2 separate regions of the Sus scrofa genome follow, and region 2 is linked to region 1. The links are chromatin contacts, called in public Hi-C maps. All regions are on one chromosome and are shown on one strand. The core of a region is the stretch at or near the end of the contact, and the rest is flanking DNA. Distances in the headings are between cores, read along the strand shown. Region 1 overlaps ITGB6 (integrin subunit beta 6). Region 2 has its middle 69 kb from the start of ITGB6.

Region 1 (6,028 bases), core at 2,128-4,627:
TCAGTGGGTTGAGGATCCGGCTTTGCTATGAGCTGTGGTGTAGGTTGCATACTGGGCTCAGATCCTGCATTGCTGTGGCTGTGGTATAGGCTGGCAGCTATAGCTCCAATTCGACCCCTAGCCTTGGAACTTCCATATGCCGTGGATGTGGCCCTAAAAAGCAGAAAAATAAAACAATGAAATAAAATCTACAGATAGATCAGAACCATAGCAAGTGGACCCCAATTTCTATGATTTTTAAAAATGTGCTTGTTGTTATTTTGAAAAAGTTTTTGGCTGTGCCCGTGACATGTGGAAGTTCCCGGGCTAGGGATCAAACCCATGCCCCCAAACTGCTGCAGTGATAAGGCTGGATCCTTAACCCACTGCACCACAAGAGGACTCCAAAACTTGCTTCTTTTTAAATCATTTCTATCTTCTTGTTAAGCCATAATGTATCACTCGCCTACCAGTTCACTCATTTATTCATTTATGGTTGCATTCAACAACATCTCCTAAATAGGATTAATAAGAGATAATCACTCATTTTGTCAGCTGTGCTCTTCTAAGTTGCTGTGTGCTGTGAAATCTGATGCCTGAATTTATTACAGCTGTAGGTAAAAAAAGAGAAACAAGCTTTGAGTGAAGAATTTAGGGCATCCCCTCTAGTTCAGACGTGATATCCTGTCTTTTTCCAAAGAAGATTTAAGTAGTTTAGAAAATGCACAAAATGAAATTAGAATTAATAACTATCATTAATTATAATCCTGATACTAAGTAAATGAATCAGGACAAGGGGAACGAAGGATAACGATGTTGGAACAACATGTTTGGGGAAGAGGGTTCTCGTCGTGGCCCAGTGGGTTAAGAACCCAACTAGTATCCCATGAAGACACAGGTTCAATCCCTGGCCTTGCTTAGTGGGTTAAGGATCTGGCGTTGCCGTGAGCTGTGGTGTAGGTTGCAGACACAGCTCGGATCCCATGTTGCTGTGGCTGTGGTGTAGCCCGGCAGCTACAACTCCGAGTTGACCCCTAGACTGAGAATTTTCATATGCCACAAGTGCAGCTCTAAAAAGCAAAAAACCAAACCAAACCAAACCACCACCCCCCCCCCCCAAACAAAACACCTTTGAGGATGTCCCAGGCACTTCAGACACTTGCTAGGGGTGGGTGCTTGAGTTAAGTCCAAACCTTCTACACCTCATATATGGAAAAATGGGCTTTAGTTTTAATTTGTGGGTTTCATTTTTCATGATCGTGTTTAAGTTTGAAACTGATGGAAATCTGAACTCTTAAAAAAGCGTGTGTTGTCCATCTGCCTTGACACTGTGTTTTATCATCGAAGGGGCTGTAAACAGTAATGCAGGTAATATCCCTCCAATGACTTTGAGGCCCCCATCACTGCCTGTTGAAGGTGGGTCCACTTCCATTTCCCTGAGTTAGGTCGGACTTGTCAAGAACAAGGAAGGCACCGGTTCATTGACTTACCTTTTCAAATAAACACATGTCAAAAGGGCCATGAAGCATGAAACTTGTGGTTAACAGCAAATACCTAAATGGGAACTTGAATTTCATGCAAGTGGAGCTGGAATGTGTATAAGTTTGACTGGTCCCAGAAGAAAAGGAGGAGGGAAGCTTTCGAGGTTGACAAAGAAACATTTAGGTCCTTTTGAAAAAGAATTTCAAGGCCCTTAGCTTTGCATGAAACTGCTGTTCTTGAAAAATGTCCTGGTCTCCTCAAGGCTGAGATAGAATGGGTTAATTTTCCACAGCCATAGTTCAAGTGGCCTCCAGATTTTGGCTTGGTTAACAAAGCCAAGTCCATCTACTTCCTACAGCATAATTATGATCCTGCATGTGGTATGACATTTGGCATTTGGCTCTGAGGACGAGAGGTTTAACATTCATCATGTTTGCTGATTGCCACTAGAGCCAGGGCATAAAGGAGCTGGCAGCTCATGGCAGTACCCAAGGATGATACTGATCATTGTAGAGAGAAAGACTATTAATTAATTTCTGGATGCTGATCCCCCCCCCCCCCCCCGCAAAAGCATTGCAAATAACTAACTAGGACCATGGACAATTTGGCTTCCTGATCTAACACTGTAAAAAAATTACACTTTAAATCTTGTAGTATTATGATTACTGTAAATATCATGTGTCAAATGCCTTTCTTTCACTAAAGCCCTAAAGTGCTATTATAAATTGTCCTGATTAAACATGTTTAATGTTAGAAAAAGGATGATTTTGCATGCCTGGATGTGATAAATTACAGCAATGTGACTGGAAATGAGCTCTTGGAAATTAGAAATGGTGAACTCTGAAAAGGCAACGTTGCATGAGCTGATTAGAAACGCAAACTCCTTTGCTTGGGCTTGAATTTCTTGGGCTTGAGTTCCCTGTTATCTGTCCATGGATTATCCTAATTATGGATTTTAGCCCTTTCTTCTCCACTCTGCCACCCAGGAGTTCCTGAGGTTGCTTTTCTCACTTGTGTTTGCAAGGTTGGCTTTATTTGCTAGTCTTCGCTTTCTTAACTTCCTTCATCAAGCCTTATTTTTTTGTTCATGCTGCTCCAACCTCAAAAAAAGTTTTCTTATTTGTCCCTCAGTTTACATTCGATCTCTGGAAATCTCCCATTTGTCAGGGTAGTGGATAAAAAATGGACAGGTGGTCCTTTAGCTGGGAAGGCCTCAAAGGCACTAGAGGAGTCTCTGAATTCACACCCACACACTCCAAGCTTCTCCCAGAGAGCTTCTCTAAGTTTGGGGCCTCTGGGTTTCTGGCTGCCAGAATCAGCCATCACTTGTGCGCTCCTGCTTGGCTAAGGGCAGAGGAACCACAGACACACATACCTGCCACACCAGGATGCTGGGGAGAGGCTGTGGATTGGTTTTCTCTTCAAAGAGATGCAGACTGAGGACCATGGCAGAACCAGGCTGCTTTGGGCGCTATCATGGCATTCTCAGCCATAGAGGGGACAGCTCCTAAGGGCACCTTCTTTCCTGCTTTGACTGAACTTCCTGTTGGGTTAACTCTTATCTTCAAGTTCAGGGCCTGGCTATTCTGGGATATGGTTTATTATTAGCTGTATTCTTGCTAGGCACTGTGACTGGGTTTTGGCTTCGGATGGTGGCTCTGCTGGAACTCCATGTCCTACTCTTGTGATATTTCTGCTATAGCCCCATGGGCTCCTCACCACCTCAGACTCATCAGCCACTGTTTTATACAGACCACGCTACTCATGTTCTTCATCAGAGGGTGGGAAGTCAGAAATCGACTTCGGTATATCTGATGGCAGCATTTTTTCTTTTCTTTTTTTTTTTTAGGGCTGCACCCGAGGCATATGGAGGTTCTCAGGCTAGAGGTCCAATCAAACTATAGTCGCCAGCCTACACCACAGCCACAGCAATGCCAGATCCCAGCCACATCTGTGACTTACACCATAGCTCACAACAACGCTGGATCCTTAACCCACTGAGTGAGGTCAGGGATAGAACCTGCATCCTCATGGATGCTAGTTGGGTTCACTTATCACTGAGCCATGTGGGAACTCCCCGCTAGTAGCGTTTTAACCAAAAATTTGTAAAAACCAAATGTTTATTTTTATTTTTTTGCTTTTTAGGGTCACACCTGAGGCATATGGAGGTTCCCAGGCTAGGGGTTGAACTGGTGCTACAGCTGCTGGTCTACACCACGGTCATGGCAACACGGATCCGAGCCGCATCTGAGACCTACGCCACAGTTCATGGCAACGCCAGATCCTTAACCCACTGAGGGAAGCCAGGATGGAACCCGAAACCTCATGGTTGCTCCTCAGATTCATTTCCGTTGTGCCATGATGGGAACTCCTAAAACCAAACGTTTACTGCTTCTCTTTAGGCTCTGTGCTTGCTTAACTCTTTCTGAGGAACCTCACTAATATGGAGGGATTTTATGCTCACTGTTTATTTTCAATATTGTAATATTAACCAAAATCACTTTAACTATGCTTATTACATTTTTTTTGCCAAAATACTTATATTAAAAGATTGGCTTGTATAGATAGAGAACCTACGATTATATATAATCAGTCCCCAAATATTTTCTCTAATCTTTCACAGTATTTGGGGGATCATTATCTTGTATCTCTTTGGTTTGTACAAACAGTATCTCCTGTTTGTACATTTTCTTACCCTCCTTCTCTCTCCCTCTTTCTCTCCCTCTCTCAACTTTACTGGCGTATACCACACATGCACAATGTACAAGGAGTAAGTATACAGTTCAAAGAATATTTAAAAAGTAAAAAAAAAAAGTAAGCAAATATAGCCACCACCAAAGTCGATAAATAGAACAAAATCGGCTCGTAGAATCCTGCCTTCTATTGCCTCCCAGTCATTACCCCTCCTCTAAAAGCCTACACATTATTTTGACTTTTATCACAATAGAAGCTGGGGAGAGATCTTTGTTGTGTCCCACAAAAATATCTTAAGTGGGACGCCAAAGCATTACCTATGATGGAAAAGACTGATAAATAAAATTAAGAATGTCTGTTCTGAAAAGATGCCTTTAAGAGAGTGAGAAGAAGCCACTGAGTGGGAGAAAATATCCATAATACACGCATCTGCATTGACACCATAATGTCCAAACTACACCTACACATCAGCAAGGAAAGATATCTCTTGATAAAATAATGACAAAACATGGTATTCCCATTGTAGCGCAGTAGAAATGAATCTAACTAGGAACCATGAAGTTTTGGGTTCCAGCCCTGGCCTCACTCAATGGGTTAAGGATCTGGCGTTGCCGTGAGCTGTGGTGTAGGTCACAGACGCCGCTTGGATCCTGCGTTGCTGTGGCTGTGGCAGAGGCCGGCAGCTGTAGCTCTGATTGGATCCCTGTCTAGGAAACTCCATAGGCCGAGGGTGTGGCCCTAAAAAACCAGAAAAAAAAAAAGGAAAAAAAAGGCAAAACTTAAGTGGCAAAAGAGTCTGTGAAAACAGTTCCAACATCATTAATCATATAAATTAAAACCATAATGAGACGGCAATGTGCGGCCCCCCTACAATGGCCACAATGGAAAAAACTAGCAATGCCCTCGTACACTTCCATCAGGAGTCTGGTACAACCACTTTGGAAAACTGACAGCAGCTACTGATGCTGTGCAGGAGCACACCCACCGCCCTAGCAGTCCCACCTGTAGGTACTTCCGAACAATAGACACAAACCCATAGTGTATGGCTGTTCTGAGACAGGCAAATGCAGAGAGACACTTGTTCTTGCTGCCGTCCAGAGATGATTCTCAGCAATTAAGATGTCAGCTAAATCAGAGAAAGTGCAGGTAGTTCTGAAATGCCCTCAGATCTTTCAAGTTGTTTCCACAAAAGGAACAATCATTTCCCACCTGGATTCCTCCTACCCTGGGATGGACCCACAGGAGGTGTACACTGGGCAAACTCCTCGGAACTCACGGCCAGCCTGCCTCCTTCTTTGTCTCTCTCCTTCCTCATGAGCTGGTCCCAGGACCAACCCCTTCAAGTCCTGCAGCACCCATTCAGGGATCCCCCCCCAAAAGGATGGAGAGGTCCTCACAAGCTCCTGACAGCCTCAAGCACCTCCTGGTTTTTGACACCCAAATATTCAGAAGCCCAGGGCTCCTGAGCATCTGCGGTTGAGGGACTCTGTGGGAGCCTCAGGGAGTGGTGGGAGTGCTGAGGAGGGGGGGTCACATCGCTTTTTGTCTCCTCGGTCCTGCTTGGCTCACTTGGTCTGGTGTGAGGAGCCCATACTGCAGACAGGGCTAAAAGGCACCAGCACTCACCTGACCCACTAACCACCTCAGTCTGGGAAAGAATAACTTGAGCAGACATTCCTCTCCAGCAGCATCACCTCTTCCATTCTCCCCAGAAGCTCTATTATCTAAGTACCGTTATTATCCACAGTAATATCCATTATCATGCCAAAATACTGAAGCCCAGAGAGTTTAAGTAAATTGCCTGAGGTCATCTAGCCAGGAAGTAATAGAGCCGGACCCACCTGCTATGCTCTGCCCTGGAGTTAGATCTCTT
Region 2 (5,873 bases), core at 2,546-5,045, 110 kb after region 1:
GCCTTCCAGAATCACTTTTATGAAGTGGTGCTTTGGTATACTGTCTTTAGCTTTCATTGAGGGGCCCTACCTGAAACTTCCTTGGGAAAGCGCAATCGTATTCACAGAGGAAGGTGGTGGAAGACATGACCCAGTGCTTCCTGCAGGAGTCACTATCTAATTGTGGTAAATCTGTCTTTTCGCAGAAGATCTGGTAGTCCTGACCCTAAGAGCCATAGATGTGTGTACTTTTCTCCCTTTTCACCTTGGCTGCCAGGAAACTCAAAATCAGTGATGTTCAACTATAAGGATGATGGAGGCCCTCTGGTTTGCAGAGCTACAGTCTGCGCTTTCCTGAGCTCTCTTCATTGTTAACCTCCCAAGCCCTGAATTTTACATTTGTGTTACTGTGTTTCCTGTAAGCTGCTTCAAATGTTTGTAAAAATAAAGGTTTGTAAAAAGAGACAGACAGAAGAATCATTGGGAAGAGTGACAGTTGAGAGAATAGTAAATGTTCTCTATAAAACTGAACTAAACATTAGGAAGAAAATCATGCATATAAACAAGAACAGACATTCCTTCAGTATTTCTTAAGAGAAAATAAGAGGCCAGGAGGCCAGGAATAATATTCATGGTCTTGGGCATATGTCAAAGCAATATGTGTAACAAAGTGTGTATGATGGGATTCCTGACTAGACGTCTGTGAAGAAAGAAATAAGTTCTCAGGAGTTCGCATTGTGGCTCAGAAGAAGCGAATCCGACTACTATCCATGAGGATGTGGGTTCAATCCCTGGCCTTGATCAGTGAGTCGGGGATCTGGTACTGCCATGAGCTGTGCTGTAGGTCGCAGACGTGACTCAGATCTGGTGTTGCTGGGGCTGTGGCATACGTAGGCCAGTAACTGTAGCTCTGATTCGACCTGCAGCCTGGGAACTTCCATATGCCACACATTTGGCCCTAAAAAGAAAAAAAAAAAGGAAAGTAGTGAGTTCCCAATGAAGGGGGCAGAAAACTACACAGGTTTGCAAAGTCCAAAATCTGCTGTGTGTGCAGATTTGACCCAGGGTAGGTAAAAGAAGGCAAAATCATGTGATTAGGAAAGTATCCTACATCCTGATTGATTACAATGAAACAAAACAGGACACACTTTCTTGTTACACTTCCCATTATTTTTAGAGCAGGAATAACAAAAGAAGTTAACTCCTTGGATACCGGCAAGGGCAGAGCTCCCAAAGGCTTCATTGTCTGCCTGACAATTTTATCTGTCGGAAGGCAGAAGAACTAGTGAGGAAAACAGCTGCTTTGGAGTGAATTCTTATCAGTAAAAAAGGAACTAATGCCGGGTAATGTGAAAATGACCAGACTCTCTGGAGAGGGTATGTACGTCGTCTTGGCCCCTCCCTGAACCTCCAAAGCTCTTTTCTTAGACCACATTTTTGTTACTTCTCCTTGAAGTACTGTCATTTATACACTGTCCCCCAACAAGAATGTCCCTTGGAGATGGGACCACATCATGTCATCTTTGTGTTTTCTGAAATCTGGTGCACTATCTTTTGAAAATAAAAAATTAATCCAATGTGCTGACCCGGAATATAGCAAGTTGTGTAACTTAAGGACGATTGGACATTTTAAAAACTTCTCGATCCTGATTATAAAATGCTTTCATTGTAGACAACTGGAAAAAGTTGGGAAAGTATAAATGAAAAAATTCAAACTTTCCATAATCCTTTCACCCACAACTAAACACTTTTAAGAACCTCCTCATCTCTTATACTTAAATATTGTTTTCATAATTATGAACATACTGTATCTACAGTGGGCCTAACAGTTTCTGTTCACCTTACATCCTGAGTATTGTTCATGCCATGGAAAATGACTTCATTTAAAAATAGCTACATAAGATTCCACTGCATGTGTTTATCATTGTGACAAAAAAAAAAAAAAAAAAAAAAAAAAAAAAAAAAAAAAAAAGAGAGAGAGAGAGAGAGAGGGAGGGAGAGAGGGAGAGAGAGAACATAGGGATTTTAACTGACTACAAGCTTTAGGAACTGAGAAGTCAAAAAGGAAACCACTTCATGGAAGGGTAGAGATGAGCAAGAGACAGGGGTTCTGGGTTTTATCCTGAGTTACCTGTGGTGTCTGTGGAGGGTGAGCTGATGAGGAACAGTTCAAGCTACAAGTAATGTTCAACCCAGAGATTTATGGAGCTGGCAGTTTCCCACATTTGAAGGATGATTGATTTGTGTCATTTTAAAAAAAGATTTAAAAAATAAATGGCCATGCAGTAAAAGAGACTTTTTGGGGTCTACATTTCTATGAATTTTAGCACATGTGTAGATTGGTATAACCACCACAATCAGCATTTAGAGTAGTTTCATCACTCCTCCTAAACTCCCCTGTACTATCCCTTTATAGGCACATCTTCCTGTCCCCTTGAACTCCTGGCAGTCACTGATAGGCTCTCTGTCACTGTGCTTTGTCTTTCCAACAACAGCAATGATCAACTTATCCCATGGCTTCTCAGTTGGCAGAACTAAGGCTGATAGTTAGAAATTACAAAATTTTGGAGTTCCCGTCGTGGCTCAGTGGTTAATGAATCTGACTAGGAACCATGGGGTTGTGTGTTTGATCCCTGGCCTTGCTCAGTGGGTTAGGGATCCAGAGTTGCTGTGAGCTGTGGTGTAGGTCACAGACGCAGCTCGGATCTGGCATTGCTGTGGCTCTGGTGTAGGCCGGCGGCTACATTTCCGATTGGACCCCTAGCCTGGCAACCTCCATACGCCATGGGTGCGGCCCTAGAAAAGGCAAAAAGACAAAAAAAAAAAAAAAAAAAAAAAAAAAAGAAATTACAAAATTGCAAATTTGACTCCTTAAACAAGTTTGAGAGCTGCTCTCCAAAGATACAGGTTGTCGAGAGAGGTGGGAAGTGCCCCATCACTGGAAGTATTCAAGCAGAGGAAGTGGCTTCAGGGATATTAGAGGGTAGGAATTACCCACAGTCTTGTTGATAATCCGTATCTTGTGTAAATGAGCAGTGGAATAACCTAGATCGAATCTCGGTCACATTAAAAAAAATAATAGCATTAAAGTTGGTATTTAATCCAAAGCCACCTGTTTTCAATTCTGAGCAGCCCAGAGACCTGCCAGCACGTTTTTGCAGCCTCAAGTCACAAGACTTCCTCCCCTGCCCCCTCCTTCCTTGAGCCTTAAAGGTCACATGTAGGAGTCCCCTGGTGACCAACTGGGTTAAGTATCCGACGTTGTCACTGCTGAAGTTCGGGTCCCTGCTGCAGCATGGGTTCGATGCCCGGCCCAGGAACTTCCACAGGCAGCATTTGCGGCCAAGAAAAAAAAAAAAAAGGTCATTTAAGTTACACTCCAATATGAGCAACAATGCTTTCATGAGGGAGCTGCCAGCATCGGGCAACGTGATTTTCTCTTTGTTAGTTCTTTCAATTAACCCCCAATTCAAGAACCCTGTAATCCCCGACGATGTGTGTCCTGTGTCCGGGGATCCTCAGTTTACATCAGCAGCGCCCCCTCCCAGGCCATCTCTGGTCTGGCGCTCGCAGCTGCAGGTGAAGAGCGACAAAATCTCCCTCTAGTGGCTCAAGTGAGAACACTCCCGAGCCCTGCAAAGACCCAAAGCGTTAGAAGCCAGGACGGACAAAGACTGAGCCACTCCGGGGCACTTCCACCGCGTTGAAATCCCATCGACTGGCCGAGTTCATCCACACGAAGGATGGGCGCAGGGCGTAGCCTCCCAGTCCCGTGGGCATCGCCGCGCCTACCAACGGCCACCTAGCTGGTGGCCCGGGTTGCCCGCGTTCTCAGCCGCCACGAGAGGTGCTGAGCTCATCTCATTGTTATTTGAGGGGAAGAACCTGCTGGGCTTTTCTTTAATCCTGAGGTCCGAGTTCTCTTCACTCCTCACCCACTTGCTATCTTCTGAAGCTTTTTGTGCATGGGGGGATGGGGGTGATGACGACAGGTCTGTGACTTTTACCCCAAGGCAGCTGGATATTTTCCCTTTTGGTTACTCTTGTGGAATGAGGATATCCACGTCAGATCTGAACATTTTTGAGCCCTCCCTCAGGCTGGGAGGTACTGCCTTTCTCCCAGTGAATTTTTAATCAGCTTTTATGGAATTTGAGAGAAGGTGGAATTCAGGTTCGTGGATTTACCCTATGCTACTGCCTGTGAAGGGTGAGAACCCTGGGCTCCCTGTCCACCCCTGCTATTCCTCATCCCTGCCTGTTCAGAGGAGAGGGAGCCTGCTTTCCTGCGAGCTGCTGCCAGCTTTCTCCCTCCCTTCCCAGGAAAGAATTCCTCCCAGATGCTCGGACCCAGGCCACCTCCGACCAAGAGGGAGTCCTGGCTCCTAACCACTGGAGGAGCCACAGCTTTTCAGTAAGGTGGCGTCAATCCCCAAATGCCCCACAGATCCTCTGTGAGGGACAGCTCTGTTTTAGCCATCAGCACTTGGTTGGCTCAGTCCTGCTGCAGATAGAAAAGGTGCTCTGAAAAAATGGTATCAGTTTGTGTAAAGACTGCCACTGGATGTCCCAGGACTCCAATGACATAAAACATCTTAAAATATGAGAACAAAAATAATGTTAACAAAACTTAAGGTGCCCAACGTATTTCTTTCCTGCCTCTTGGTTGGTGGTCATGGGCGAAAGAGCCTGGGAACAAGTGAGGCAGGGGCAGATCATGAGGCCACAAAGCTTACATTCTTAGCGGCCTGCGTGGATCTCAATGAGGCCATGCTTTGCTCCGGCCCCAACTCCTTTCTCTCTGAAGCTCTGGTTATCATCAGAGGACCCCGTTTCTTTTCTCAAAGAGCCAGTGGGCAGCAGGGCTCTCCCGGCTCTGGCAAGTCATGTACTCTAAACCCCAGGTATCTAATTCACATCGCCCATCGAGAGCCCTGGCAAGTCATGTACTCTAAACCCCAGGTATCTAATTCACATCGCCCATCGTCCACACTGTAGGGCAGGCATTGTAGAAATGGAGGCTATGAGTATTTTTCTTGCCCACTCCTTTCACCAGGAAAGAATCACTGGGCAGCAGAAACAGAATCTTGTAAGACGCTAAAACATTTCATTCACTTTGGGTAAAAGGAGTTAATCTCTTGTACTAAGAGCCTTCGCTAAAGCATGTCAGTGTGGAAGAGAGCTGCTGTTCCTCCCCATGAGTGTGGCGCTGGAGCCTCCTACTGGGGATGGCCAAATGAAGTCACTATAGGAGGCCTGGGTCAGCGAGGCACAGATAAGTTCCTCCTGAAATCCTAACCTGTGAGCCTGCTTACCAGAGATGGGACACTTTCTGCCCCCTTGCTGGGAAATGACAGTGCCACAGTTCAAAAGGTAGCAGCAATAAGGACAGAGGAAGGAGAGGGGTCTGGCTCACTGGTCCTTAAGAACAGACCAAAGATGGACTTTATTGAGAAGAAATATGGTGGCTGCCCCTGTACACGAACTGAAAGTAGTAAAAAGAAGGTCTGGGAAGGTTTTTCCAATTCTTTTAAAGGAAATATACCTTGGAGTTCCTGTCGTGGTGCAGCAGAAATGAATCTGACTAGGAACCATGAGGTTGCAGGTTCGATTCCTGGCCTCGCTCAGTGGGTTAAGGATCCGGTGTTGCCGTGAGCTGAGGTGTAGGTTGCAGACACAGCTCGGATCCTGCGTTGCTGTGGCTGTGGCTCCAATTAGACCCCTAGCCTGGGAACCTCCATGTGCCACAGGTGCAGCCCTAAAAGGCACACACACACACAAAATAAATACATAAAAAAATAAAGGACATGTACCTTGAGTACATATTGAATCTGACATAATTTTCAACTCACTTTGAAACCAATCCACTGAGGTGAAGGGAGAGATCAGAAATGAAA

Evidence for each region. A called contact is a pair of places that touch in the nucleus more often than the background predicts.
Region 2: a contact with region 1 is called in a Hi-C map of skeletal muscle, with 2.6 times the contacts expected there. The contact joins two enhancer-like sites. A contact is called at or near these places in 3 of 47 Hi-C or Micro-C datasets (epiblast stem cells, heart right ventricle and skeletal muscle) and 1 of 2 datasets of contacts at active chromatin or transcription factors (skeletal muscle).

What each region holds. Positions count from the first base shown.
Region 1 is chr15:67,080,859-67,086,886 of Sscrofa11.1, forward strand. The region is part of intron 8 of ITGB6 (integrin subunit beta 6); the gene reads right to left. Among named protein-coding and RNA genes, the nearest start is that of ITGB6, 37 kb to the right of the region's middle. Within about 2 kb of position 3,378, at least 2 of the 83 cell types and tissues checked have an H3K27ac peak or open chromatin away from gene starts, as enhancers often do. A contact at or near this core is called in skeletal muscle, where this site is marked.
Region 2 is chr15:67,186,641-67,192,513 of Sscrofa11.1, forward strand. No RefSeq gene overlaps it. Among named protein-coding and RNA genes, the nearest start is that of ITGB6, 69 kb to the left of the region's middle. Within about 2 kb of position 3,796, at least 40 of the 83 cell types and tissues checked have an H3K27ac peak or open chromatin away from gene starts, as enhancers often do. A contact at or near this core is called in skeletal muscle, where this site is marked.